2 separate regions of the Sus scrofa genome follow, and region 1 is linked to region 2. The links are chromatin contacts, called in public HiChIP or PLAC-seq maps. All regions are on one chromosome and are shown on one strand. Each heading gives the region's core, a stretch centred on a gene start, on an enhancer-like site or on the middle of the called end of the contact. The rest is flanking DNA. Distances are from core to core; before and after follow the strand shown. Region 1 holds the start of RGS2 (regulator of G protein signaling 2). Region 2 has its middle 70 kb from the start of RGS2.

Region 1 (2,700 bases), core at 71-2,570, 70 kb after region 2:
TGCAAGGACTGAGATTTTCAACTTACTTGATGAAGGTTTGCGGTTTGCTTTTCTTGCCGGTTTTGGGCTTCCCAGGAGAGGAGGAGTTTTGCAAGAAGTAGCTCAAACGGGTCTTCCAATCTTTTAATCTTAAAGAAGAAAAAAAAAAAAAAAAAAAAAAAGACTTTTACTAAGTGCCAACACTTGAAATGGCCACACCACTGCAGCTAAAGGTTTTTTTTTTTTTTTTTTTTAAACCAAATAAAGTCACTCCCAGTAGCTACAGACAACGAAGTAAGACAAAACAGTCCTCCTTCAAGTCAGTCTTACCCCTTTAAAATATAAACCCAGCACCTATGCCTGGAACAGTTTCATCTACTCATCTGAACATAACTGCTAGTTTTATAACTACGCGTAGGATAACCTACAATTATAGGGTATTTAATGAATTTAGCTGGCATAGTTCAAAAGGCAGATGCTATTTCTGGCCCACAAAAGGCAGCAGCAGTTCTGCAATGTTAATTACAATTCTGAGACATTTCACACTTGATGAAACGGACAGTGGAACTGCCCGGAGCCAGCCATGGGTATTTCCCTTCCACCCTTAGAGCAGGAGGATCTGGACCACTCTAGAAGCTGTGAACAATGAGGTGAGGTGCGTGTGCGTGTGTGCGCGCGTGTGTGATCGCAACTACAACACCCATTTTAACCAGATGATGCAGAACAATTATTTGTTCCTTAGTGCTGGGTGGGTGAGATCTGTTGTTAAACTGGAAAAAAAAAAGATTTTAAAATAATATATTCAGAGCTAGCAAAAATATTTCCATCCCAGCAGCTGTGTAAGTTGATGAGAATTTACAATGCAACGTACGAATGCTGGGGACGCGCCTGGGCTGCAGGATTCTCTGGTGTCATTTTCGATGCGGGGAGATAAAAACCCAACCTGCGATTCCTCAGCTCATCTACCACCGCCTCTGCATCACGAATTTGCCGCAGTTCCTCGACTCTACCCTCGAGTCCTTCGGTTACATCACAAAGGACCCACCACATAGATTTAACCCTACCTAGCAAGTGTATCTTTTACACAATGTTTTCCCCTGCAGAGATGGAGGCACCGCTCCAGGGTGGAAGCCAAGCGCGGATGTACCGCGTTTGCAGCCGCCCGGGACAGCTAGGTCCGCGGGGCTGGCAGGGGAGAGAAGAAAGCCGTACTTACAGGGTCCGCTTCATCTTCTCCCGCTTCTCCTCGCTTTTGGGGCCGGTGCCTGCGCTCTTGTCCATGGGTCCGCAGTCGTGATGGACAGTCAGGAACATAGCACTTTGCATTATCGTCTACGCTCCCGGGTGCCCGCTCTCTGCTGCCAGGAGCGCGCCGCGGTATTTATAAGAGTCGGAGGCTCGTGGGCGGCGCCTCACGACGCTGGGCCCGCCTTCAGCGGGTGCCGATTGGCCGGCTGGCTCCGGGCCTGGGGCGGAGTCTGCGCAGTCCCGGGCACCGCCGAAGGGTCTGGAAGGGAGGGCGCCGCTGACGTTTGCGGCCGCAGCGTCGTGCGCAGGCGAGCCCCCCGCGGCGAGGCGCTGGGGCTGCTGGTGGGGGCCGAGGAGTTTCCCTTCGGGCAGCCGCCGGAGGCCTCTGCCGGCTTGGGGCGGCCGGCGGGGTGGCAGAGCTTGGGAGGCGTGGGGCGGGTTGGCTGCAGGCCCCGCGGGGCGCTCGCCCGCCCCTCCCCCTCCTCGCCTCCGTCCCCTCCCCCACGCGCACTTGCTCCGGACCCCAAAGGGAGGGGGGAGTCCCCAGCAGGTCAAGGTTACTTGCTGGGAACCTGAGTGCAGTTACTCGGTTTTGAATTCGGATGTGTTCCCTCTTTTTTTGGAGCGCACACCCTCTCCCCGCGCCTCCTTTCTTGGTCTGTAAACTGAGGCCGCGGGGAGATGCTCACCTGCTCCTCTTTTCGTCACCGATTCATTGGCGGAAGGAAAGGGAGAAGGGGGGGCGGCGCAGGGGCGGGCGGTGTGACCTGCTCTGCAGCTTCCCTGGACAACTTGGAGAACGTTTGGGAGGGACGTCGTCGGTCAGGGGAAGGAACAGGAGAAGAAGTGCTTTACCTGGGTGTGCAGTTTTAGTCACCAACACACACGAGGCTGGGTCGGTCCTTGGGGTTGCGTGCTCCTCCTCTGGAGTACTTGGCTGCTTGTCCTTAGGGAACACACGGGGAAGTCACAGATCTCCTTCTCAGGACGTAGAGGGAAACACCAGGACCTCGCAGCTGTCATTTTAGTGTAAGAATGCAAAGATGCAGGATTTCCTCATGAGTCATTCTTAGTCGGCCTAGAATTTACCAGAACATTTACTTGGCAAAAAGGAGAGGTGGGGGTGGAGGGAAGGCTAGGTTAACAGTTTGCTTGAAGGAGCTTAATTTGCTAAATTCTTCAGAAATTGTCCTGCTGTAGCACGATTTAAACGGTTTGATTGGTAAGGACGAGTAGGTGACCTCAACCCCGGTGTGATCGGATAGCGAACAATTTTATTAGATCTGTGCAGTGGAATGTTCAAGGGGTTTTCCTGCCAAGCATCGAAGTAGCAGGGAGATGAACCACAAGGTATTAGGCTGCAGAATTCTCTCTCCTTTGCATTAGAACTGTTAAAAGAAAATTGGAACTGGTTTACCATATTCTGATGAGGAGCTGCCAGTAGCTGGAGCTCCAGGATTGACTTGGAGAGCA
Region 2 (2,700 bases), core at 23-2,522:
TGATGTTTTCTTACTTCGGTATATATTCGAGTTGGCAAAAACTGTGTTATTCACGCACAACTTGTCCTTCTCGTTCTGTAGATGTGTACGGTAATCAGAAACACAGACTTTTCTGTTCTTCTTGCACATATCTGTTGTTTTTGCGTTATTTTGCAGTTCTTGGTTTAAGACATCTGTTGCATGAAAAGAATTTGTCTGGTCTTTGTTCCCAGTTCCTGGCAGGAAGCCTCTAACCCCCTTGGAATTTCCTAAGTGATGGAAGAGTTTTTGTTATTCACGAGCCCCCTGGATCCCACCTGAGTTTATGCTAAGGAGGTCCCTCTCAGGCATGCCCTAGATGGCTTCAGGATGGAGGTGGTCACCAGAGACCAGCCACCCACTTAGAGAGTTGGCACTCGGAGCCATCCTGACATCTGGGGCGGGCAGTGAGGCTGGAGATTAAGTTCAGTCGCATGGTCAGCACTTTCATTGATCAGGCCTAGAGGGGAAACCCTGGGCACAGAGCTTAGTGGGGCTTCTGAGCTGGAGGCCACAGTGATGTGCTGAGAGGGTGATGCAGCCCAATTTGATAGTCAGAAGGTCCAGAAGCTCTGCCCTCTGGTGCCTCCTAGATCTGGCTCTCTGCGTCTCTTCGTGTGGCGGGTCCTCTTCTCCTGAATTTCCCTGAGGTTTGTGAGTCCCTCTAGTGAATTATCGAACCTGCGAGGGTCATGGGAACCCCCACATTTGTTGCTAGTCGATTGGATGTACGAGCGGCCTGGGACCCTAAACGTGTGGCTGGCATCTGAAGCGGGGTCAGTCTTGTGGAGGACTAAGCCCTTGATTTGTGGGGTGGCTAGTAGAAATTAACTGCAATGTGCCAGTTGGGGTGGAAACAAAATCATGAAAACCATGTTGGTAAGAGTTGAGTCATGTTCCGTGAAAATTCCTTGGTGTGAACCCAAACAAAGTAAGATCAGCTCTGCTTCAAAAAAGCCTTCATCAGATAAGAGGGTCTGCCAACAATCTGATGTTCAAAGCATCCGTCTGTGGACGTGCTGTGCTTTGCCGTGGGGTTCAGGAAATTGCAGTAGTGGCAGGCAAGAGTGCTGGAACCTTCCACTTACATTTCTGTTTTTTTAACCTTAAATGTCCTTCCCTCTCCTGCAGATACACAGCCTGCCACGCTGCTGCACAAGAGGAAGTCCAGTCACAGTGGGAGACCACTGTCCCTGCCTTTTGCCGGGGAGGGGGGGGGAACGGGGGACTCAGAGACCCCACAGTCCTGCCTGGACTCCCCCTATCTGTAAACTTGAGGACATGTGACTTCTCTCTTCCTCATTTCTGTTCAGACACTACAGTTTGTCACTTGTCATCACTATTGGCTTTTTAAAAATCTCCTTTCGGTCAAGTTTGAGGGTGTCTGACTTTCCACTGCCTCTTAGGACATTGTGCTTCTTTCTCATTCTCCTTGCACTTCGTCAGCCTGCTTTTTGTTGCAGCTCTGCTTATTTTATAGCCCTCGTGCACCGGCCTGACCTTCAGATGCCCTTACTTCCCACACTGCAAGGGCACCATGCCACTGCCAGGCATGTAACCATTCTCTTTCTTAGCTTACTTCCCTAGCAAGTCCCCCCTCACCCCCGGCTTTTTTGTTTTGTTTTGTTTTTGAGATGTCAAAAGCAAACTTCTGAGAAATGTCAGTCCAATCAGCCAACTTAATTTGCTTTTTCCCTCAGGGTCCTTAACCCAATGTCCTTTCTTTTATTCTTATTGTATTACGTAAGGAGAGAAAATTCAGTTAGCTCTATTTCTTTAACCTAATACCTGGCTCATCAGTTAATATTATTGATTTCTGCTTTGGAAATGTTAAATTGTCAAATCTCTGTGCCCAGAGACATGGTCCCGCTCCCCACAAATACCAGATACGCTTGGAAGATCCTTTTTCTTTTTAGAAGCCAATTCGTTTTTTTTTCCTTTCCGTTCAAGTACCTTTCTCTGGCAAATAAGTTCACAGCAAAGGGTCATATTTCATAGGAAGGGACTCTGCTCTTTCTTTTTTTTTTTTTTTTTTACCTATTTTATTTATTTTTTATTTATTATTATTATTATTATTTTTTTTATTTTCCCACTGTACAGCAAGGGGGTCAGGTTATCCTTACATGTATACATTGCAATTACAATTTTTCCCCCACCCTTTCTTCTGTTGCAACATGAGTATCTAGACATAGTTCTCAATGCTATTCAGCAGGATCTCCTTGTAAATCTATTCTAGGTTGTGTCTGATAAGCCCAAGCTCCCGATCCCTCCCACTCCCTCCCCCTCCCATCAGGCAGCCACAAGTCTCTTCTCCAAGTCCATGATTTTCTTTTCTGAGGAGACTTGAATGAGCTTTGGTTTGAGGGCATCATTGTGCCCTTCGTTTGTAGTTTTGTTTTTGTTTTTGTTTTTTGTCTTTTTGCCATTTCTTGGGCTGCTCCCACGGCATACGGAGGTTCCCAGGCTAGGGGTGGAATCGGAGCTGTAGCTGCCGGCCTAGGCCAGAGCCACAGCAATGCAGGGTCCGAGCCGCATCTGCAACCTACCCACAGCTCACGGCAACGCTGGATCCTTAACCCACTGAGCAAGGCCAGGGGTCGAACCTGCAACCTCATGGTTCCTAGTCGGATACGTTAACCACTGCGTCATGATGGGAACTCCTTTTGTTTGTAGTTGGCTAGA

What was found. HiChIP or PLAC-seq counts read pairs in DNA pulled down with a chosen protein or histone mark.
Region 1: a contact with region 2 is called in an H3K27ac HiChIP or PLAC-seq map of skeletal muscle. The contact joins the promoter of RGS2 here to the enhancer-like site in region 2. A contact is called at or near these places in 8 of 47 Hi-C or Micro-C datasets (blood, fetal heart ventricle, heart right ventricle and 4 more) and 2 of 2 datasets of contacts at active chromatin or transcription factors (alveolar macrophages and skeletal muscle).

What each region holds. Positions count from the first base shown.
Region 1 is chr10:938,763-941,462 of Sscrofa11.1, forward strand. RGS2 (regulator of G protein signaling 2) reads right to left here and starts at 1,321. Exons shown (of 5, transcript NM_001044600.1): 1 at 1,196-1,321; 2 at 27-128. The coding sequence starts at 1,305.
Region 2 is chr10:868,714-871,413 of Sscrofa11.1, forward strand. No RefSeq gene overlaps it. Among named protein-coding and RNA genes, the nearest start is that of RGS2, 70 kb to the right of the region's middle. Within about 2 kb of position 1,273, at least 21 of the 83 cell types and tissues checked have an H3K27ac peak or open chromatin away from gene starts, as enhancers often do. A contact at or near this core is called in alveolar macrophages, retroperitoneal adipose tissue and skeletal muscle, where this site is marked.